Regions from separate parts of the Mus musculus genome. Here regions 1, 2, 3, 5 and 6 are each linked to region 4. A link is a contact called in public Hi-C, HiChIP or PLAC-seq and promoter capture Hi-C data. All regions are on one chromosome and are shown on one strand. The core of a region is the stretch at or near the end of the contact, and the rest is flanking DNA. Distances in the headings are between cores, read along the strand shown.

The links. Promoter capture Hi-C pulls out the DNA fragments that hold promoters and counts their contacts. Hi-C and Micro-C count contacts between places; a contact is called where the count stands out from the background. HiChIP or PLAC-seq counts read pairs in DNA pulled down with a chosen protein or histone mark.
Region 1: a contact with region 4 is called in an H3K4me3 HiChIP or PLAC-seq map of bone marrow-derived macrophages, with 7 times the contacts expected there. The contact joins the enhancer-like site here to the promoter of Eif2ak2 in region 4. A contact is called at or near these places in 10 of 39 promoter capture datasets (the 3T3-L1 cell line, the C10 cell line, the HPC-7 cell line and 6 more), 3 of 484 Hi-C or Micro-C datasets (bone marrow-derived macrophages, embryonic fibroblasts and palatal mesenchyme), 5 of 115 datasets of contacts at active chromatin or transcription factors (astrocytes, bone marrow-derived dendritic cells, bone marrow-derived macrophages and 1 more) and 2 of 9 other capture datasets (adipose tissue and embryonic stem cells).
Region 2: a promoter capture Hi-C map of liver shows a contact between it and region 4, with 5 times the contacts expected there. The contact joins the enhancer-like site here to the promoter of Eif2ak2 in region 4. A contact is called at or near these places in 7 of 39 promoter capture datasets (the HPC-7 cell line, HPC-7-derived erythroid cells, embryonic stem cells and 4 more), 2 of 115 datasets of contacts at active chromatin or transcription factors (astrocytes and large pre-B cells) and 1 of 9 other capture datasets (adipose tissue).
Region 3: a contact with region 4 is called in an H3K4me3 HiChIP or PLAC-seq map of bone marrow-derived macrophages, with 4 times the contacts expected there. The contact joins the enhancer-like site here to the promoter of Eif2ak2 in region 4. A contact is called at or near these places in 5 of 39 promoter capture datasets (the 3T3-L1 cell line, hippocampal neurons, liver and 1 more), 5 of 115 datasets of contacts at active chromatin or transcription factors (bone marrow-derived dendritic cells, bone marrow-derived macrophages and embryonic stem cells) and 1 of 9 other capture datasets (adipose tissue).
Region 5: a Hi-C map of bone marrow-derived macrophages shows a contact between it and region 4, with 17 read pairs. The contact joins the enhancer-like site here to the promoter of Eif2ak2 in region 4. A contact is called at or near these places in 16 of 39 promoter capture datasets (the 3T3-L1 cell line, 3T3-L1-derived adipocytes, the C10 cell line and 10 more), 5 of 15 datasets of contacts at CTCF or cohesin (the NIH/3T3 cell line, embryonic stem cells, large pre-B cells and 2 more), 45 of 484 Hi-C or Micro-C datasets (B cells, the Ba/F3 cell line, CD4 T cells and 31 more), 18 of 115 datasets of contacts at active chromatin or transcription factors (CD8 T cells, the NIH/3T3 cell line, T-cell acute lymphoblastic leukemia and 11 more) and 4 of 9 other capture datasets (adipose tissue, embryonic stem cells, liver and 1 more).
Region 6: an H3K27ac HiChIP or PLAC-seq map of the NIH/3T3 cell line shows a contact between it and region 4, with 5 times the contacts expected there. The contact joins the enhancer-like site here to the promoter of Eif2ak2 in region 4. A contact is called at or near these places in 2 of 39 promoter capture datasets (cranial neural crest and hippocampal neurons), 1 of 484 Hi-C or Micro-C datasets (bone marrow-derived macrophages), 3 of 115 datasets of contacts at active chromatin or transcription factors (the NIH/3T3 cell line, bone marrow-derived dendritic cells and large pre-B cells) and 3 of 9 other capture datasets (adipose tissue, embryonic stem cells and liver).

Annotation. Positions count from the first base shown.
Region 1 is chr17:79,838,871-79,842,433 of GRCm38.p6, forward strand. No RefSeq gene overlaps it. Among named protein-coding and RNA genes, the nearest start is that of Atl2, 55 kb to the right of the region's middle. Within about 2 kb of position 2,176, at least 3 of the 459 cell types and tissues checked have an H3K27ac peak or open chromatin away from gene starts, as enhancers often do. A contact at or near this core is called in bone marrow-derived macrophages, where this site is marked.
Region 2 is chr17:79,863,853-79,867,775 of GRCm38.p6, forward strand. It overlaps Atl2 (atlastin GTPase 2), which reads right to left. Exons shown (of 13, transcript NM_019717.3): 3 at 1,190-1,324; 4 at 851-955. Among named protein-coding and RNA genes, the nearest start is that of Atl2, 30 kb to the right of the region's middle. Within about 2 kb of position 1,444, at least 11 of the 459 cell types and tissues checked have an H3K27ac peak or open chromatin away from gene starts, as enhancers often do. A contact at or near this core is called in liver, where this site is marked.
Region 3 is chr17:79,661,763-79,665,323 of GRCm38.p6, forward strand. The region is part of intron 5 of Rmdn2 (regulator of microtubule dynamics 2); the gene reads left to right. The region is part of intron 1 of Gm33006 (a long non-coding RNA gene); the gene reads right to left. Among named protein-coding and RNA genes, the nearest start is that of Gm33006, 4.3 kb to the right of the region's middle. Within about 2 kb of position 2,214, at least 32 of the 459 cell types and tissues checked have an H3K27ac peak or open chromatin away from gene starts, as enhancers often do. A contact at or near this core is called in adipose tissue and bone marrow-derived macrophages, where this site is marked.
Region 4 is chr17:78,880,839-78,884,346 of GRCm38.p6, forward strand. Eif2ak2 (eukaryotic translation initiation factor 2-alpha kinase 2) reads right to left here and starts at 1,734. Exons shown (of 16, transcript NM_011163.4): 1 at 1,562-1,734. Gm26637 reads left to right here and starts at 1,046. Exons shown (of 2, transcript XR_876974.2): 1 at 1,046-1,243.
Region 5 is chr17:79,581,910-79,585,711 of GRCm38.p6, forward strand. It overlaps a transcript of Rmdn2 not described here. Among named protein-coding and RNA genes, the nearest start is that of Rmdn2, 31 kb to the right of the region's middle. Within about 2 kb of position 2,267, at least 48 of the 459 cell types and tissues checked have an H3K27ac peak or open chromatin away from gene starts, as enhancers often do. A contact at or near this core is called in CD8 T cells, Th1 cells, bone marrow-derived macrophages and 4 more, where this site is marked.
Region 6 is chr17:79,525,441-79,528,847 of GRCm38.p6, forward strand. No RefSeq gene overlaps it. Among named protein-coding and RNA genes, the nearest start is that of Gm10494, 17 kb to the left of the region's middle. Within about 2 kb of position 2,126, at least 1 of the 459 cell types and tissues checked has an H3K27ac peak or open chromatin away from gene starts, as enhancers often do. A contact at or near this core is called in the NIH/3T3 cell line, where this site is marked.

The DNA.
Region 1 (3,563 bases), core at 926-3,425, 960 kb after region 4:
ATTCCCTCCTTTCCCACACTCCCCTAATAACCCTAGCTTCCCCACAGGCATCGAGGTGACCACAGCACATTTCCAAGCACCCCACTAATGTGGTTATCCCAGTCAAGAGCAAACCCAGGGCAGAGGAGGGTGAGTGAGTCCTGGACCAGACATGAGGAGATCTGGTGGTCCTGGTTCCAATGCCATTGGTACCAAGCAACTACCTTACCTCTGTTTTATCAGCAATCAAATCAGACACCATGTTTATCCTCCTTACCCACCTCCTGGTTTCTGTGAGGTGTAAACATAAGCAAAACACTTAGTGTCTCACTGGTCCTCTTGTCCCTCAAGCCCATGCCAAGTCTTCCTCTGTCTACCATGAGCCTCAGCTTGCTGTCCCTGTAATCACGTCACTTTGTCACTTGCTGGTCACACCTGCACTCCTAATCCTCATACAAGTGTGTTAAGGACAACAGGCTCTCAGGCAAACATTGGGTCTGATAGAGCATCCCTGCTCTGGTACCTGATGTAGACAGGGCATGTACATATTGTTGAGTAAACAAGAAGGACCAAGCAGGTGAACAAACAAGTACCGCATGTGAGTGTGTTTGTAAACTGTTGGGCTGTACATGTATGTGAAGGACCAGATGAGATTTGTCCACCTAACCTGTCCAGATCAGCTGCCTTCTCTAAGAACTTGCTCTGTCCTCTGGCCTGGGTCTCAAACCTGACCCTGCCCTCTAGCCAGGGTCTGGCTGCAGCTGAAGACACCGGTCTCAAATCTGCTTATCAACTGACTGTCAAGTTGCCAACAGTTTCTCCCACTATCTCAGCTATCACCCAGACAATAAACCAGGAGATGAATGTAATTGAATTAGAACATTATATGGAGTCAGAGCTGGGACAACCATGTGGGTCCGTTCCAAGGACCAGAATCCAACAAGGCAAGAAGAGCTGGAAAGAAAGACCCTGAAGAGATCATCTGGGCCTCAGAACTGTTTTCCCCAAACTCCAATTGCACTTCTGGATCCCTGATTTTATTCTGTCATTGGACATCTAGAGATTGTGTCTGGGCATTATACAGATTCTTCTTTGCATTGTTTCTTAAGGGGAATTATAGTAGACTAGGATCCCCTCTTTAAAAGAGCTCCTCCAGCAACTACACCAGGAAAAATCTTTACTTTGGATGAAATGACCCAGAATTGTCCCTGTCTAAAAGAACCACAGAGACAAAAATGGAGAAGAGACTGAGGGAAAGGAGGTCCAGTGACAGCCCACCTGGGGATCCACCTCATGGGAAGGCACTAAGGCCTGACACTGTTACTGATGCTCTGGTGTGCTTACAGACAGGAGCCTAGCGTGGCTGTCCTCTGAGAGGCCCAACCAGCAACTGACTGAGACAGACCCAGATACTTACCCAACCGCTGGGCTGAACTTGGGGATCCCTATGGTTGAATTAAGGGAAGGATTAAAGGAGCAGATGAGGAGGGCAACCCCCTAGGAAGACCAGCAGTCTCAACTCACCTGGACCCCTGAGAGTGCCCAGACACTGAACCACCAACCATGCAGCAAACATGAGCTGGCCTGAGGCCCCCAGCACTATATAACAGAGGACTGCCTGGTCTGGCCTCAGTGGGAGAAGTACTGAGTCCTCAAGAGACTTGAGACTCCAGGGAGTAGGGAGGCCTGGTGGTGGGGGAGCATCCTGTCAGGCACAGGGGGGAGGAGGAATGGGGTGAGGAATTGTGGGAGGGGGCACCATGACGGGGGGGGGGGAGCAACAGCTGGACTGTAAGTAAATAAGTAATTTTTAAAATAAATAAATTAGAAATATATGTTTTCTGCCAGGCAGTGGTGACGCATGCCTTTAAACCCAGCACTTGGGAGGCAGAGGCAGGCAGATCTCTGAGTTCAAGGCCAGCCTGGTCTACAGAGTGAGTTCCAGGACAGCCAGGGCTACACAGAGAAACCCTGTCTCAAAAAACAAAAACAAAAACAGAAAAAAGAAAAAAGAAAAAAGAAATACATGTTTTCTGATCTGATGTCAGAACAATTAAAATCAAATAAATAACAAGCACAAATACAAAGCCAGATTCTAGTTTCTCTCCAAAGCTGAACAAAGGTACAATCTACTATATGGAAAAGGCTAGGCGACAGTGAATAATTTCATAAGCAGGCTTCGTCTGTCCTCTGCTGGGCTCGAGGTGAATTACAGCCCTTGCTACAACCAGAAAGGAATGGTGAGGTTTGGCTGGTTAGCGGCCTCCTAAGCAGGAAAGCAAAGGCTCAAAGGAATGGTTCTCAACCTTCCTGATGCTGTGACCCTTTGATGTTGTGGTAACCCTCCAACCATAAAATTATTTTTGTTGTTACTTCATAATTGTAATTTTGCTACTGCTATATAAATCATAATGTAAGTATTTGTGTTTTCCGGTGGCCTTAGGTAACCTCTGTGAAAGTCTTTCAACACCCCCACCGAGGAGAATTCGACCCACAGGTTGCTACCCTAACGAGGAGTCATGGACATGTGGCTCACTAATGTGTCCCCCCACACACATGTAGCTTAGTGTCTGTGTTACATTTAATATATGTTCTGGGTGAATGAGTGAACAAGAAAGACATGCTTCCAACTCGGAGCAGGTGTGGAATTGTGAACCAAAAAAAGGAGGGGGAAGGGGAGGGGAAGGAGGGGGGGAGGAGGGAGGAGGAGGAAGAAGGAAAGAAGTTAGGAAGGTAGGAAGGAATAGGAAGGAAGGAAGGAAGGAAGGAAGGAAGGAAGGAAGGAAGGAAGGAAGGAAGGAAGGAAGGGAAAAACAGAAAGACAAACATATTTTACAATGTTGTTATTCATACATGCTTAGAAATAACCTGGTGCAGCCCAAGAAGAAGGAAGACTAAAGTGTGGATGCTTCAGTGCTTCTTAGAAGGGAAAACAAAATACTCACAGGAAGAAATATGGAGACAAAGTGTGGAGCAGAGACTAAAGGAAAGGCTATCCAGAGACTGCCCCACCTGAGGATCCATCCCATATACAGTCACCAAACCTGGACGCAATTATGGATGCCAGGAAGTGCTTGCTGACAGAAGCCTAATATGGCTGTCTCCTGAGAGACTCTGCCAGAGCCTGACAAATACAGAGGTGGATGCGCGCAGCCAACCATTGGACCAAACTAGAGGTCCCTGATAGACGAGTTGGAGAAGGGACTGAAGGAGCTGAGGGGGTTTGCAGCCCCATGGAGGGAGCAGCAGTGTCAACCAGCCAGACCCCCTAGAGCTCCCAGGGACTGGACTACCAACCAAAGAGTACACATGGAGGGACCCATGGCACCGGCCACATATGTAGCAGAGGATGGCCTTATTGGCATCAGTGGGAGGAGAGGCCCTTGGGCCTGAGGGTGCTCGATGCCCCAGTGGAGGGGAATGCCAGGGCGGGAAGATGGGATTTGGCGGGTGTGTGAGGGAGCACAAAGAGGCAGGGGAGGGGGATGGAGTAGGGGGTTTCAGAAGGGGAGACCTGGAAAGGGGAAAACATTTGAAATGCAAATAAAGAAAATATCCACTAAAAAGGGGGGAAAGGAAAAATA
Region 2 (3,923 bases), core at 194-2,693, 980 kb after region 4:
GAGGACTTCACCCTTTCCAAGCCAAGCCAGTGCTACAAACCCCTATTGCTTGGGTTTTCTAAATTAAATATTGTTACTGAGTGATGGTGGCAGCACACGCCTTTAATCCCTGCACTCAGGCAGCAGAGGCAGACAGATCTCTAAGCTTAAGGACAGCCTGGTCTACAGTATGAGGTCCAGGGCAGCCATGGCTACACGGAGAAACCCTGTCTCAATAAAACATTAATTAATTATGGGGATTTTTAGTTCAAATAATCAAGAACTATCAGAGAAACCAAATAGAAAACTAGGTAGCTGTTTAATTATTTAGTATCTTTGTTTTGTTTTTGGTTAAGCAATCATGTGATTGATTTTAATTACCAACATTATTCAATAACTTTCCCCTAAAACTTTCTTACTTTTGATCTTAGGAGTAGGAACGTTTGCCTGAATGTGCACGGGTGCACCACACACCCCAGCAGCACTTGGTGTTTTAAAAATGAGGACACAGTGGGTAGGAAGTAGGGGATCGAGAAAACAGGATCAAGAATACTGTATGAAAACAGTTACCTGAGAAAAAGGAAAACTCAGAGCACAAAGCTGGGTGGGTAGGAGAGGGGTGGGTCTGGGAGAGTTGGGATGAAATCCTCAGAGAACTAATGAAAAGGCTGTTCTGCGATGAAAGCAGGGGTGGCTCTGACGTAACTTCATCCTTTACATCTAAGGCAAAGTCTATCATCTTACAGCTTAGTATCTAAGTAAGAAGAAATGCAGCCAGCTCTATCGTCTAATCCATTTTCCTTCCATCAAGTCTCTTCCTCGGTGGCTGCACAAAGGTAGGATTTTATGAACTGACAACACGCACGCTCACCTGCACAGAGCTGGTCATAGTGCTCAGAGCAAACACTGTCGCACAGTCTTTAATGGTTGACTGGCTATCAAAGGCACCCTGGGTATCCATTAGCAGCACAGCCACCTAGGAATTCGTTAAATTTAAAATACTTAGTAAAAGAATCACCAAAAATGCCTACAAAAATCATACATTAATAAAGTTCAAAGCAGTAATTAAGTCAAGAAAAGTATTTACATACCATTGTACATTTTAACATATTAATCATTAATAGTTTTGTGTTCTTTTAAATTTTAATACCAGAAAATTGCTCAAGAAAAGAATACAGGAGAAAATAGCAAAGTATAAGTAGAATTTTACTTTTGTTCCATTAGGTCTGTCAATCACAAACACTTCATTCCAAACTTGTATGCCTGTTGTTTCTCTTTCGCAACCACCTCGCCACGTAAAGCCAGTCAAGGGTTCATTGTTTCCACCAATCCAGCTTTGAGAATCCTGTTAAAAATCAAAGAGAAATGTAAAACAAACACAACTCACCCATTTCATAGCTCATAAAGGAGAAGAAGCCAACACCCAGAGAGAGAACACCCAGTCTAGCATTATGCAAACAGTCCTGTGCAGAGTGCTAGGAGCAGTCTCCTCCAATCAGCCTTTGTCACACAGATCGCAGCCTCCACTTAACCTGGCCATCTAGGTAAATGGGCTTATGTGCGCCTACTCCTCCTCTTCTGGCAAGCTTTTCTGTGTTTAAAGATGATAAAATATGGAAGCTACTTTAATATCTTGTTGTATAGAAGAGTAAAACCACGTCCCAGACAGCAGGCAGGACAGTGACCCTCGCCTAGAACAGTGTATACAAAAACACCTCCCACTGCTGGGACTGTCTCCTAGAACTTGTTTGGAACCCGATTCAAGCAAACTGGTTTAAGGGGTAAGGGGTAGGGGGTGGTTTTTAATGAAACAAACAGATATCTGGACTCCTTATGCAATAATGTTAAATGGATATAAACATTTTTCTTTTATTTAAGATATGTTTTCATACACTATATTTATTCTGAACAGGGTTTCTCTGCCAAATTTCCTCCCAGAGCTTCTCCACCACCCGATATCCAACTCCATGGCTTTTCTCTCTCTAGAAAACAAACAAGCAAATAAAAACGACAAAAGAAAGAAAGAAAGAGAGAGGGGGGGAGGAGGGAGGGAGGGAGGGAAGTAAGGAGGGAGGGAGGGGGAAGAGGGGAGGGAGGGAGGGAGGGAGGGAGGGAGGGAGGGAGGGAGGGAGGGAGGGAAAGAAAGAAAGAAAGAAAGAAAGAAAGAAAGAAAGAAAGAAAGAAAGAAAGAAAGAAAGAAAGAAAGAAAGAGGAAAAGGAAAAGGGAAGGAAAGTTAAGGAGGAAAAGAAAAAACAGGAAAAGCACACAAAATGACACTTTTTTGTGCACAAAAAATAGAACTGAGTCTTTAGCTACTAGATGTCTAAATATTTATGGTGAAAAATATGCATCTTCCTGGCAACTGCTTTAAAACAGTCCAAGAAACACATACACAAAGAAATAGATAAAACGAGACCACAGGTCTACAGGAGCATGGCAGTCCATAACACTGTCTGTATTTCTGTAATGAAACCTCTACCTAAGAAGCCCAAGGCGCTGGGTTTGGTCCTCATCACCAGGAAAAGCAGGGAGGGGGCAGGGCTATCTTATAACTCAAGCCACAGAGCTACAACTACTATAACTATACAGTATGGAGCTGGGGTACAGTGCAGTGGGAAAGTACTCACCTATACACAAGTCTTACATTCAATGCCCACTACCATAAATAATATTTATAAATACTGTTAATATACCACAACATAATTGGTCTAGAATACTAAATATGTGATGTCAATGACTAATTGCCATGTCAAGATGCCTACACTTTAAAGTCTACATATTATTCTCAATTTAAAGCATCTCAAAAGAAAATATTTCTTTGTTTTAGAAATTTCTAATAAACTTGAATCTAATCCAAAACAAATTATAAAACCCAAATTAGGGGCAGAGAGATATTGAAGACAAGAGCAGTGGGGGATGATGTGACTGACAAAGGAGACATGTAAGGTAGAAAGACAAAACAAGGCCAGGCTCAGACATCGACTGAGAAGATGCAGCCCTGACCTTGACTCCATCTATTACTGTCCACAAAACTCCGTGCCCAACAAGCTACAATGCTGTACATGACAACATTGCACTCATTCACTGTCCTCAGTTGTCAACACTATTAGACCTTCATTTCTGCCGGTTACAAGAAAACCACACCATACAACTCCATTCAGTGTTTTCTGAACCTGTGTTTCACAGAGCACCCTTCCTAGTGTTAGAAAATCAGTGACGCCCCTCAACAAGAACAAGTGGTAGGCAGGCCCCGTCACTTTTCCATGTCACCTACTTTTCACAAGAAGCCTCTCTATCTTCTAAAACACAACCTGTGAGGCCATCTGGAGACCTGCTGGTCACAGCAATACATCTTTCACTTTTCCAGTCTCTGTTCCCAATATTCCACAGAGATTCCAACACAGGCAAACACACACCTTCCTGTCTCTAACATGCCTGAGCGATCTAATCAACCCTACGTTATATATTGTTTAGCTAACCTATTCCTTCTTTTGCCTAGACTCAAAAACTCTTGACACTGGAGGGATGAAGTGTTACATGTAAGAAACTATTATTCATTTCCCCACAATGTGAAAAAATCTGCTACTGCAAAAACTCTTTTTTCCAGTTTAACTTTCACGAATAGGTTAAAAGAATCTGTTCTCAGAGATCTGTTTTAACTCAATATGTTGCCTTGCTTCTCTGTCTCCTATATGAGAATGTAAGTTCATGAAAACTGAAGTTTTACTTCATTCTACCTGGCTTATAAGGAAGCATTAAATGAGTAAAAATTTTACTTATAAAATTCAATATGCTTTCTTTAGAATACAGGTATCAAGCATAAAAGTATGACTGTTCTAGTCCTAGAAATAAGAACAGTAAAAAAAAATTAAAACATGACAAAAATCATAGACCTATAGCATCCTTGTAAACCCTCATGTTCAAAGAGACTAAAAAGAATCGG
Region 3 (3,561 bases), core at 964-3,463, 780 kb after region 4:
AACTCGCTGGTACAGACTTAAAAGATCACTGCAATGTGTAGGCGTCTTGGATTTTATATCTCTCCTTAGCTTGCCTAGATCATCTTGTATACTTTAAAACTGGCATGCGTGATAAAGCACTTGTGTTCCTTCACTTTGAGGAGTACTTGAAACGAGTTTGTACTGAGAACGCTATCCTCTCTCTTCATCTTTGAAACTGGGTGCCTGGGACCTGGTCAGCAAGATCAGGGTGCAAGCAAACACTCGTGTTTCCCCTTTAACTGACTTCCTCTTCTCCTCCCTACGCCTCCTTCCGAGGCCTTCCTCTCACTTCTGCTCCCTCTTCTTCCTCTTGGCCTTTCTCTGCTCTTCCGTCTGTCCAGCAGTCCTCTGGACCCATGAGCAATCACATGAGAAATATACACTGTCTTCAGTGAGGCCCTTTATCAATGTGAGTTCTGAGTTTTCACAGAGAATATCGGATCTTCTCTGCCGGCTCTGTAGTACCTGAGCCCTGGCTTGCTACAGTAGTCAGCACTTAGTCCCCCTCAGTATGTTGCCTACCCTGCCTTCCCTTAACCTCCTCCACTCCCTCTTTCCATTTTTGTTGTGAATCTAATACCTTGATTATGACAACAGGACTTAATTCGCAGAATAAGTTAAATCATCACAAAGTAATGATCCAATTATTTCGTGTAATTTTTTTTTAAATTCACTATCAATTTTTTAAAATGTTAAGATCAATTCAACTGATGGAAATTTGATAAATTTTAATGTCAGTTTAACATTCACTCTCAAAATGTATTCTGTCTACTCAATAGAAAGCCCTTCAATCAATCAAATATTAAAACTTATTGTGGTAATGAATGAAAGAGAATCTTAAGTTTTGACTTGTGAAATAACACGTGGATAAACTGATCTCATAGCTAGCCCTGTTGCATGTAATTTTAAAATGTATGCAGTTGCAGGGGCCGGCAACAGTCTCACCCAGCCCCCAACAGCTAACTTTGTCAAACCTCTAATGACCGAGCTGCAGCTATGTCTTTCTCCTATCCACCTGAGTGCAGCAGACAGCTTCAATATTTTAAAACCAGCCAACTGCTGGGCGGGCGAAGATTTTCTTATACCATCCTTCTTAGCTTCTGCAGCCACCATAGGCTACAAATTATCGGTCCCCAAGAGTTCCATGCTCCACAGCCTCATCCGAATTCCTCTCCCTCTCTCTCTCCTCCTCTTCTTCCTGGGACCCGGAAATCCCTCTTTATCCTTCACTCACCGATTAGCTTCTGCCATCTTTATCAACCAGTTAAAATGGGGAGAAGGTTCACATGGACTCACCAAAGTGTGTGACCAACTTCTCATCACGAAGAAGCAGAATTAGCATCAAAATACGAACAGCACCAGGGAGATCCACAGCACCTCACAGTGCTGAGGGAAAATCTTATTCTTCTGGAAGTCTTTCAGGGTAAATTAAGGCATTAATAAAACTTTTCTCATTCAGTCAACAAGAATGGCAAACTGTGCTGTGAAGGCTAAATCCACTCATCTGTTTTGCAAAACAAATATTCATTGGATAGCTGGGATTATAGGTCAACTTGGGAAAAACTTCCCAACTGTAACTTTAAGACTACAGAAGCATTCTGTAAGATTCTGTTGCCTTTATCATATCAACCTAAAATACTCTGGGGTCAAGATAATAAAATATATTTATAATATGTTGGCCAAATGGGTTTGGCTGTAGGTATAAATATATCTCTCATATGAGTCATGCTCTATTGTGCTCTACTGTTTATGACTTATAGCTACACTCCTTATAGCATATGAGTCACACAACAGTCTGTTTCTGTTGCCTAAATACAGAAGCAATGCTCTGTGTGTGTGTGTGTGTGTGTGTGTGTGTGTGTGTGTGTTGATTAGGAAGCAGAGCCACACAATGAGTGGAAAAGCAGAAACTAGAACTTAGCTGTTGTGTTCTGATGTTTTCAGCCCTCCTTCTATTCCAAGAGGCTGCCTCTGATCCCTACTGTGTGCACAGTGATCCTCTGATCCCTACTGTGTGCACAGTGTTAGTGCTGAATCACAAATAGGCAAGAAGTGAGTAGGGTTGTGTTGAAGCTATATGACTGTCCCTTTTAATAGTATATTCAATATCAATGCAAACATATACGTGTGTGTGTGTGTGTGTGTGTGTGTGTGTGTGTGTGTGTGTACACATTATATATGAGCAAGTCTTATGAAAGCAGCAGTACCTCAAATAACCTCTAGATGGAGGTAATTCACCGTCATGTAAAGTGGCTTAGGCAGGATTCCCGTCAGACTTGAGTTTGGGAAATAAAATATTAAATTACATTTTAAAATGAGCACTATAAAAATAATATACACATATCATAACTAGAGTTGACTAGAAGAAAGGAGGTGATGAGCCTTTGGGGGAAAGCGAACAAGTGACCTTGGAGTTTATGGCACAGAGGAAAGCAAGTAATGTTTTAGACTCAAGACAGATTTCAGAACAGATTATACTTGTCCTAAGTCCCTAGGGGTACATTATGTGAAAGAGTACAAGTACTTCCTATAATGTTTATAGTTCATGGAATTCCTTTGCCTTTTCTCTTCACTCATAGTAACTTAGAAGGACTGAAAATACTCCATAGTCTAGAAGTCTTCGGAAGGAATGATGCAGCCGAATTTTAGCATTTCAAAAATATTGAATTGTTGCATAAACAGTCAACTTAGGCCTTTGTTTGTTAAAGACATAGGGTAAATAATAATAGGAAATACGAGGCTCCATTGGTAAATTCTATCACATATTTAAGGAAAGAACACACCACGTTTCTGCCAGCTCTTCCAGAGCCTCTGTGTAGCCCCGCACCACTGTATGCCTTCTGGCCAGCATCTCTCGTGGCTATAGGTATAGAACTTGTTTCAAAATGTAGTAGCAAACTGAACCGCAACGATGTAGGAAAAGCATACACAGTGGCCGTGTGGATTCTTTCCTGGGCTTTTGAGAAGCCTGTTTGACATGTAAAAGTCAGCTAGTTAGTTCATTAATAAACTGAAGAGGGAGAAAGATCATATGCTGACATCAATAGATACAGAAAAGCACAGTGGACAGACAATTATTATTCGTGGAAAGTAAAACAAACAAAACCTCTCAAAAACCAGAAGAGTGGGAACTGCCTCCGCTTAGCAGAGAACAAACCCCAGAGGAGCCATGGCTAGCATCATTGCTGATGTAAGAGGGTGGCTCTCCTGCCGCATATGCATGGGAGATAAGGCAGGGTAGGTGTGTTCCTCACACCATGGCTCTCCTGGTTCTTCTGAGAATTCTGGTGAATGCACAGAAGAATGTGAGAGAGACGGACAAGAAGGAAAAACCTTGACTCCTTGCTGAAGATGTGACAGCCTTTACACCCCTAGAATTTAGTCAGCAACGCAAGGTTGCAGGATACCAAATTAATGTACAACACCCAGTCAATTTAATATACTAGGGATATGTAATTGAAATTTAAAATTAAAATACATTGCCATTTGCAGTAACATGCACCCAAACTCAAATATTTAGGGTTTAAAATACATATAAAA
Region 4 (3,508 bases), core at 484-2,983:
AAGTAAATAAATTATTTTTTAGAAAGATTTATTTACTTTTTATGAATGTGAGTACAGTGTCTGTTACTCTCTTCAGACACACCACAAGAGGGCATCCGTCCCATTACAGATGGTTGGGACCCACCATGTGGTTGCTGGGAACTGGACTCAGATCTTCTGGAAGAGTGGTCAGCGCTCTTAACCGCTGAGCCATCTCTTCAGCCCCCAATAAATTCTTTTTAAAAATCAATATAACAGTTGTAACTGAAAAAGGAATGAAGGTACCAGAACTATAATAAGGGCTTGGTACAAATGAATGAATAAGTCCACTGGGGAATGAATGGCTAGGTACGGTCCAATCCATGCTCCCAGGAGTTGGAACCCTTTGTCTAGGGAGCAATTTTATTCACCTCTCAGGATGGGCTGGCCTTCTGTGATGCTGCAGGGGCAACTAGAATCACTCCACCTCACCACTGTATTGACAGGTGGGATTCCTATAAAGGAATCAGGATGCTTACCAGGAAGCTGCTCTCAGCTCTCAGTCGCTCACCCAAAGAGCAGCCCATCACATGCACCAACAAATGCCACCTGCTTGTCTCACCTATATCCTGAAGACCCTGATCTTTCTCCTTCCTGAAGACTGTAGGACCCCAGAAGGCTGAGCCCCTCCAGTCGCTGCTTCCCATACAACATGCATTCAGCTAGTATATGATATATAAAGGAGCAAGCTGCACACAGTGTTTGGGTCCCTCCAGGGCCGCAGGGCAAGCTGAAAAACAAGCACACACTCTGCCCTGAGAGTGTCTTTAACTCCAGGGGGCAAGGCACGGTTAGTACTAAAGGTGCAACAGGGAATCCCGTTTCTCTAGAATTCAAGGTTATTTATGAATTACCATCCACTTAACATACATGGAACGAGCACCTGTCAGGGATCAGGTGCTAGGCTTATACAAGCCAATGAAAACTGCTCTTGGGATCTTACTGGTAGAAGGAAAAAGACTAATTCTAGTACTAAGTACTAGTTGGAAGATTGAGAAAAATATGGGGCAGGGGACGGGGGGCGCTGGCTATGAGGGCAGAGTGGAGTTTCTAGCTTAGGGAAGGTAATTCATATCATTGGCTCTGTGAAAAGGACTGGATAGACAGATCTGCCCAGGAAGTCACTTGGGGGTGGGGTGAGGTGGAAAGGGCTTTCCAGGAAGTAGAAACAGGCAGCATGAAGGCAGGAGTTGGAGGGTATTTGGCTGTGGCCCAGAACCACCAAGTAAGTCTGAAAGTGGTGGGCACTGGGCGGGGGAGTTGGGAGAAGAAGGGGGAAGGGGAGGGGGAGGCGCGGGGGGGGGGGTTGCCTGACCATAGCGGCTGGTGGAGGATGGAGCAGGACCCGCTTGTCACAAAGGACAGCTAATTGGAATGCCATGACTGTGCAGCACAAAGTCTTGGCGCAGAATTCAGTCTCTGGGTCATTCAGGCTTCTAGAGTTCCCTCCAGAGTTTTAAGTCATTGGGCTTGTCATTTTCCTTCTGGGTCCCTTTTCCTGCAACCGCTATCCAGGAGTGGGAAAATAGCCCTCAGGTCTTACCAAAGTTTCTGGATCCGGACAGTGGCTCGCTCCCTGGAGCAGGATTCGAATTGTACTTCAGGTGCAGGCTCTGAAATCTATTCGCCCTCCGTTCCCTGCCGCTGCTGCTGCCCATGGAAGTCCGGGCCTGGCCGGTTCTCTTCTGTTTCGTTTTCCCGGCGGACTCCGCCTTCCCACACTGCTCTGGGCCCCTCCCGCACCGGCTCGCACCCGCGAGAAGTCAGGTAGGCGTGTCGCCTCTGTACCCCAGCGCGGGAGCCAAGGTCCGGGCCCGCCTCCCCTCTCCTGTGCAACTGCAGTAACTGCCAGCTTCTCCAGGTTTCGGACACTTCCTGGCTTCCATTCTGGGAAAGCTCTGCAGGAAGAAGAAGGAGAAACCCAAGCCTCCTGCTCCTGGATCAATGATCACAATCTACTTTTCAAAACAAACTTTGAGGAAGCAACTGGGCACATGGATGCTACCGAATTCCGATGTGCAGTGGGAGATACTGAGTAACTCGCCTCTCAGAGGGTCCAGCCAAGCTATGTCTGTGACAATTGAAGTCCAGGTTTGTAAACGTTAGTCTCCTTCCCCTTTCACACTGCCATGCCAAGGAGGACATAGCCATCTTGACAACATTGGCCAGAGGGTTGAAGAATTCTCTCTTAAATCTATTTGTCCAGCCCTCAGCAGTTACCTGCTAGCCCCTTGTTGCATATCACTCACCAGGCCAGGCCCCTGTTAAGATCCACCTGCTCCCAGAAAGGCCACAAGGAATGTTTTATCACAAGGCCAACACCAGCAGTCCCTGCTTAATAAGGAACCTTGCCTGAGCTGGAGAGATGGCTCAGCAGGTAAAAGCACTGACTGCTCTTCCAGAGGTCCTGAGTTCAATTCCCAGCAACCACATGGTGGCTCACAACCATCTGTAATGGGATCCGATGCCCTCTTCTGGTGTGTCTGAAGACAGCTATAGTGAACTCGTATACGGGTTAAAACAAAATTAAAAAAAAAAAAAGAAAAGAAAAGCAATCCTACCTTCCTGTAAGACTGTAACACACTCCCATAATGGAACTTGCTGGCCCAGGACTTGAGGGTTTAGCTTGTGGCACACTGCCCAGTGACACATCTTCATGCCTGCACTCTGAGCTGAGCACCATCCCTATGAGGAGAACTCAGGAGCTAGAATTAGAACCGGGAAATTGTACTCCCAACATGGCAACTGGTGAGAGATGGAAAAGTCCCAAGACAGAGCCCCCAATTTCACAGTCAACATTGCTGTGCCCACTCCTTTCTTCTTCCTTTCCTGTAAGGTAGGAGAACAACAGCCTAACTTTTCTTGTAGCGTGGATCCTGGGTGTAATTTGAGGTCTCTAATGTGAAAAGCCCGTGACCAGATCAGCCTCGATAAACTCCCGCTCCCTACTATAGCACCTTAAATGAACACCCGACTACCTAGGGAGAAGCTGACAGCGAGATCTCTGCAGACATTTCTCTACTGAACATTCACAATGGATGCCATTCTGCTCACTCTACCTATTCCATTCTAGGTGGTTTACTCTTGGCATTTCCAAAGACCCATGATCACCATAATTTCTTCGGGGTCTTGGAACATCTAGCTGAAGTGTTAGCCACTGAAAGGGGTGCCTCTGGATCTTTCTGGAGGCGAATGGTTAGGGAGCAAGTGTGCAAGTGATGTACACCCAATCTTATCAACTCCCAATATTCTCCACGAGTTGGTGAGTGTTTTGTTTTGAGATTGGCATGTAGTATAGACTGGCTTCAAATTTGTCGTGAAGCTAAAAGTGACCGTGAACTTCCAGTTTTCCTGTGTTCACCTCCAAGATCCATACCACAATGCCTAGTCACTGTAGTGTTGGGGAAGAGACCATGGGAAGCAGACACTACCAGCTGAGCAAGCCAGCAGGTGTGTTCCTGTTGCTTTGCTTGATGGTTGGAGTCAAGGT
Region 5 (3,802 bases), core at 1,017-3,516, 700 kb after region 4:
CCTCAACCCCATCTTACTTTCCCCTGCCAAGATCATGACTGTCAACCCATCCATTCAGGGTTGCTCAGTCTGGACCAGAGAACACTACGTCTTCAGTGCTGAGAATTGAACCTGGAGTCTCACAAACATTAGGCAAGGGCTCGAACACGGAACTCTATTCCCAGCCCTACTTTTCTAACCAGGAGTCAGAGTGAGTGTCATCTGCTTTAAGCACGGTGATTTAATACCTCCAAGAAACTGGGCAGGCTGGAGGACTGTGGAGGATGCTACCCTACAGCTCATCACTTGGCCGTCAGTATTATTTCCCAGCTAAAGACAGTTAAGAATGTATTTAAAAACAAAACAAACAAACAAACTCCGTCTCCTACCATGAAAACAAAATAGAGACACCCCAAGACCTATGCTTCTATACTCCCTACTCAGAGACTCCAGAGAGCAAACCTTACCACCTCACCCTTGGGTACCATTACTTTTCCATATTATTTAACTTCCTCAAATCCAGCTGCCCCAAAAGCTCAAAGACTCCATCTTTCATCTTGTTGCATCCCTAAATACTTGCTCTTCTTTTGTCAGGATGTCGCATGAACTCAAGTTCTAGACAGCCCTTTCAGTCACTCATCTCTGAGAACCCCATGTATGTATGGTAGACATGCCAACAACTTCTGGTTCTGAACAACTTCTGTTCTCTTGTTATTCAACCTTTTGTTGCTCTGAAGAGCCCTACATAGATGGAGAAAGAGTTCCCTTTTCCTACAAGAATGGTCAGGTTCAGAGAAACAAGCCAACAGGCATGTGCTGTAGAGCTCTGTCAACAACTCCTCTGTGCTCTGTCAGAGTCAGCAGCCTCGGCCCCTGCCCTCAACTCTGCTTTCCTGACTTAGTGATCCCTCTGCCTCACTCCTCAGTCTCTGTGGTGAGGAACTCCTGACTCATGTTGGACTGTCTAGAGTCAACAGTTATAGAGCTGCTGAAATAGCCCATTCCTCGGGATGACAACATTGAGTCAAATTCATATCCCGAACGTTTGCTAGACTAATTGGTAAGGGTTTCTTAAATCCTCTCTCTGCGCTCCAGGACAAAGAGCTGGGAGCATTGCTGAGGACGTTGTGCTTTATGTTCAATGACAAAATAAAAACTCTTATCTATTTTTGGACAGTGATAATCAGACAGCCTGAGTTCTAGGCTAAGATCTGCTTCTCCTGGCCATATGACCTTGGTAAAAATTATGTTCTGAAAGTTTCCTACCTACCAACCAAGAGGGCTGGGTTGGATGACCTGCTTTGATAGGTTAATACCCTGCTCACCAGCATGCAAGAGGGTTGGACTTAGTCATTTGGTGTCACTGTCCCTTTGAGAAGGCCTCCAGTCATTCAGATAATACCATCCTCCTTATCCATCAGTAAGCCTTACTTGTTTAATACACAAACTCCATAAATGACTTGCTTAAGGACACAAAACGAGTCATTTTCAGAGGCCTAAACAGCGACTTATGCCTCCCTGCCATTTTCCTTCCATTAAGACAGGAGGACAGAAACGATTCCTGCCATATTCCCCCTCCACTAACATTGTTTATTGTTAAAACAGTGAGCAGGTCTTATGCCTGGGCGGTTCTTGTGCCTTGTGTCCTTACCTGAGCAAACAAAATAAAAGTTTCATGCGAGCAGTATAACAGACCTCAAACTTAACCAATCAGGAACTGCCATCTAAGCTCTGCTAGGGACTTCCTGCCTGACCATACCCAGATAAATCAAATGCCTGACTGCAGACAGTCAAGTGATCTCTCTTCTTTGTCTCCCAGTTCAGGGACTCTCTGAATCACTTCCCAACTCCCAACGCCTTTGATGTCCAAATACTCTCTGTGAAGTCTACTTAGTCTGAAGCTTTGAACAGAAGGCTTTTTTCCTCTATGTTAAGCTTCCCGTTAACTGAAATATTACATTTCAAAGGGAAGTATACTTAAATGCATGGACCATCATCATTCAACACTTGCTTTTAGCCTGCATGAGAGAACATTTACAAACTGAGAAACTATCGGCTCCTCCCTCCCCCCACTTTTAAAAAAAGGGGGGCTTTATTATCAAGACATGGCTAACAGACCATTTGGAGACTGGAGAGATAAATAGTATGTATCAGAGTTTTATTTAAGAATCAGTGTTTTCCATCCAAGACTTACTGGCTACCCCCCCCCCAAATTAATGTAGGCTCAGCCCTGAGTCACATTCTCAAGGCTACCTCCAGAAAAAACACTGAGAGCAAATGTCTTTTCTCAAGGCAACATTATCTTATCTTTGACTTTGTTTCCTTATTCAAGGAGAGATCAAATAGCCTGTGTACTGTTAGAAGCAACATAGTAATCATAACTTCCATATATCTTTGTGAAAAGAAATTTGAGATTTTCTAAGAGCTCTGCCCAGGAAGTTTTTTCTTATTGTGCTTAATTACATCACCGTAATTTTCATTCACAGGGCCAGTTTGTCTGGGAAAGTCCTGAATACCCTATCCAGGTAGAAGAAGACCCAAAGGTTCCCCTAAGCCCCTGTGGATGGAGTAGAGGAACATGGGCTGTAGACGGGTAGAAAGGGCTAGAAACCAGAATATGCATGTGGTTGGGACAGAAAAGGAATGTCTAGACCTTGAAACTGAAAGTCACAGAGCTGACCACAAACATGAGCAGTTGAAGCCAGAACGTAAGCCTACAGACAGGAACAGAAGTAAGGACTGGTGGGCAGAAAACCCCGAGTCATTAGAAGCAGATGAGCACACAGCACGATGCTTAACCCTCCTGAAGGGCTCTCAACTCACTCTCAGGGCAGGACAGAAAGTGAAAGGGCGAAAAGAGTAATCCAGACTCAACTGTTAACACAACTGTCTTAGGGTTTTTCTGCTGTGAACAGACACCATAACGGAGACAGCTCTTATGAGGACATTTAATTGGGGCTTGCTTACAGCTTCAGAGGTTCAATCCATTATCACCAAGGTGGGAATATGGCATGCATGGTGCAGGAGGAATTGAGAGTTCTATATCTTCATCTGAAAGCTGCTAACAGAATACTGGCTTCTAGGCAGCTAGGATGAGGGTCTTAAAGCCCACACCTACAGTGACACATCTACTCCAACAGGGTCATACCTTCTAATAGTGTCACTCCCCGGGCAGAGCATATACAGAGCATCACACCAATAGAGAGAGGCTGCAAAACTGCAAACCCTGAGCTATTTCTAATGGTTATTTAATATCCTCTATTGTTTACTATGACATTTGCTTAAAAATTAATAAAGATGCACAGTGACAGCTGTATATATTAATAGCTGGATACTGATATTATTCTAAAGGCTCATCTTGTGCTACAGGAAGTATTTTGTTTTGTTGAAGGATGTTTTGGTATGTCTCTAAGGCTAAAATAAAAACATAGTAATCTAGCTTTGATAAAAATCAAAGCACAGTATCCGTAGTGATATAGAGGGCAGATTGGTCATCCCATATATGCCTCTTTAGCATAAGGCTCGTTAGAGCTGATGGTAAGAAGACACCCCTGCCTATTCTCCTTCTGGCTAAGGGTAGGGCACTGATTTACAACCAAAAGATGTTCTACTTCCCTCCCACTGGTCCTGACAGCAGTTAACCACTGAAGACAGCCTCAGTCCCTCCTTCTGGGCAGGTACCAGAGGAACCCACAGAAGTGAGCTTTACTAAATTGCCTTCATCTGCCTTCCCATAATTGCCTGCTTCTAGAGATAGAAGTCATTTTGTTATAGGTGGGTAAGGGTCTGTGGCTAGTGTTTCCAAGTTCTTGGCCTCTTAATC
Region 6 (3,407 bases), core at 876-3,375, 640 kb after region 4:
CAATGAATTCCCAGAGATAGTTTCTCAGAGGCTATCAAAATAGAAAAGAAACATTCGCGTCTGGAATCTAGACTGGTTACTTTAAAGGGGCTACTGTTGAGGAAATTAATCCGATGCTATCTTTGAAGTGAACCAGGTTTGTTCACCTCTTTGGAAAACCCCAGCTGCACTGGAACTTGTTAGCACTGTGTTTTTAAATGAGTTGTCTCACTCTCTAAACCTCAGCTTAATTTATTCATCTAAAGATGAGTGTAAAGTATAAAACTATGTCACCTTTCTACAATGAACTTATTTTAATTCTAATATATATAAGATATATATATATATATATATATATATATATATATATATATATATATGTTGGTCTTTCCCCCTACTATCTGTGAGTTAATGATAGGACATATCTTTTAACTTCATATTGTCATTAGCAAAGTGCCATGATCATGACCATTCTTTGATACATATTTACTGCTTGGAAAGGAGAGGTTTTCAGTAGGAATTTAGAGAAGACCCTTACCACATTGATTTCTTGGTGACTGCCCTACTGAACACCCTCATTTTATAAAGAAGGCACTGGGCAGGAGGGTGACCTTATCCCAGGGAGGTAAAAGAAGAACCCATGGCATAGAGGCTGATATAGAAGACCTGAGACTAGATAGAATTAAGCTCCCTTAAGTCCCGGACAGTTCTCATTTACATCAAACACCAAAAAAAGCCCCTTAAATCTTGTTCATACGTATTTAAGGGTTAAAAAAAAGCAAGCAATTAAAAACTACTAAGATCATTAATTGCCACTTGAATTATCACTAGTCTCAAATCAATAAAGTCTCATTTTTTTAATGTTCTATTGAGAGCAAACTCTGTCTTGAAAGTCAAAGAAAATTGTATGCCCTAAGGATGTGTGAATGTATAAAACCTATGATAGATAGTGACAGAGTGAGTACAATGTCTTAATTCTGGGATAGTTGAGGGAAAACAAGAAAGAAGGGAGGCTGTCAGCAGTGTGACTGATTTGGGAAGCAGCAGTCAGGAGGAACAGTGGCACTTGGGTGACTTTCGCTGCAGAGCGTGAAAAGAGGAACAGAAGGAGATGGAGGTCGGATACATAGGCTCCCAATTACCTGGGAGGCTTTGTCTCAAAACCCTAACCTTAACCCAGAAAAATAAATAAAAGAATAAAATAAAACGATGGTATGAAACAACGCAGGAAAGGCTTGGGGGCAGAGGAACATTCCAGGGCTGGTCTTAGGGCATCCTGATAGCCAGAGACCAGGACATGAAGAGGAACTAGAAGAAGCAAATATTTTGGAAAGCTTCACTATCTGGAATAGGAGGGACCAGAAGAGGTGGTGACTGGGGACTAAGTGAAGAGAGAAATTGTTTCAAAAAGAAAGAGTGGTCAGAGGTATTCAATAATAAAGACCAAGCCATTACTCTTGAGGCTTAGAGTGAGAAAGTCAGGTGTTTGGGGCAAGAATTACTATAGGAGAGAGTAGTGGGCATAAAAACCTGATTAGAAGGTTTCGTGGAAGAAATGAGAAAAGTGGTGGCTGTAAATTCATAAGCTATATTGAGGCTTTATTATCGTTATTGCCACTCTCCTCCTCCTCCTCCTCCTCCTCCTCCTCCTCCTCCTCCTCCTCCTCCTCCTCCTCCAAAGAAGGAAGAGGGACTGTATGGCATTAGGGTTGTGCCTGAGTGGCTTTGGAAATGGTGCAGGTACAGAGAGAAATACTGGGTAAATAAAAAGAGGTGGGTGATTAGAGCTATGTATTTCAAGTTGATGAGGGAAGGAGGAAATGAATGTAGTGACCTGTAGAGGAGCTGGCCTCAAATAGGAACCTGGTTAATTCATTGTAACCAGAGGGTAGAACAGGTATGGGTATGTGGCTATAGTCTGCCTGACTTGTGGGAGTTCTCTCATGAGCTTAAAGGAGGTTGGGAGACATATTGGAAGATTAAGCAAGAGGAGAGTTACACAGCGATTGCCAAGGAGAGTGCGAACCTAGAAAAATGAGGTAGCATCCCTAGGTGGCTTACACTTGCTGGACAGCTAGGTTCAATAAGTAACCACCCCCCTCCAAATGACTAATGACACAAGAACCCAAGGAAAGAGGCAAATTGGAAACAACTCAAGACCCAATAGAGCACATGACTCAGCCTGTGAGCATTGAATCCATACTCAGTTGTATATATCTGGCTGTTTTCATGAAGTTTCATTGAAGGAAATCATAAAAAAAAATGTGATTTAAGCATCTTTCCTGGCAACCAGAAAGAGGACTCCAATCTTTGCCAGATGGTAGAATTATAGACTCGCCCCTTGGAAAGCTCTCCTAAGAAGGGATCTTTATTGCATGTTTCATGTTTCATCTCGTCATGCAACACTGTTCTCTTTATTGGTACCTTGTCATTCCTCACAGGTTTTTAAACATGTCATTCCCAGCATCCATCACCCTAACAGCCTCTCTTCTAAGTCTCTCCTCAAAGATTATTCTTTTCCATTCCTCCTAACAATGTCTCAGTAATATCTTATGTTGACAAACTTATGCTATCCCACAGAGGTCCTTCCTGCCATCCACCCAGAAATATTTGGTCAAAAAAAATAATATATGTGAAGCAGAGGCTAGCACTCATTTCACCTCATTCACTCTCTTTAGAAAAGTCCTAGGACTCCAGGTCCTTTCCACATAGGTGATTTGCATGTTTGTAGGGATTTTAATAGTTTCTGTCTGTTTGTTTGTTTATTTATTTATTTATTTATTTATTTATTTATTTATTTATTTAGTAATGGTCTTTAGTTTTCTTGTCAGAGGTGACCTTTAGAAGTTCAAATGTTTTGAAACTCACAAATTTCAACCAGAAAATAATTCCCTAGAAACCTAATCCAGTTTTCCATTTTCATTTCTATTTTATAAAGAATATATATATGTATATGATCTATATGTAGACATATATGTATATGATGTATATATATGTGTGTGTACATATGTATATGCATGTATATGGTGCATATATGTGTGTATGTATATGATTTATGTGACATGTATATGAAATATGAAGTATATCTATGTGTATGTATATAATGCATATGTATATGTCCAGTCTTGTTGTCAAGAATAACCCTTTTGAAGTCAGATAATTATTTTTATAATTAATCCAAGCTTAAATTTTAATTTTCAAGAGAGCTATGATACAGGCTACAGATAAAAGCTCTGTATATTTTAATTTTACTTTTGAGACAGAAAAACACCATTGTCCTTTCCCCTCACACCTACTTTTTACAGGATGTGATAACAGATCACCTTTAGTGATTCTGTTAGCAACATCCTCTCATTTTTATATTTTATTTTTAACTATGTGTGTGTGTGCGTGAAGGTCTGCGCATATGTGAGTACAGGTGTCTTCAG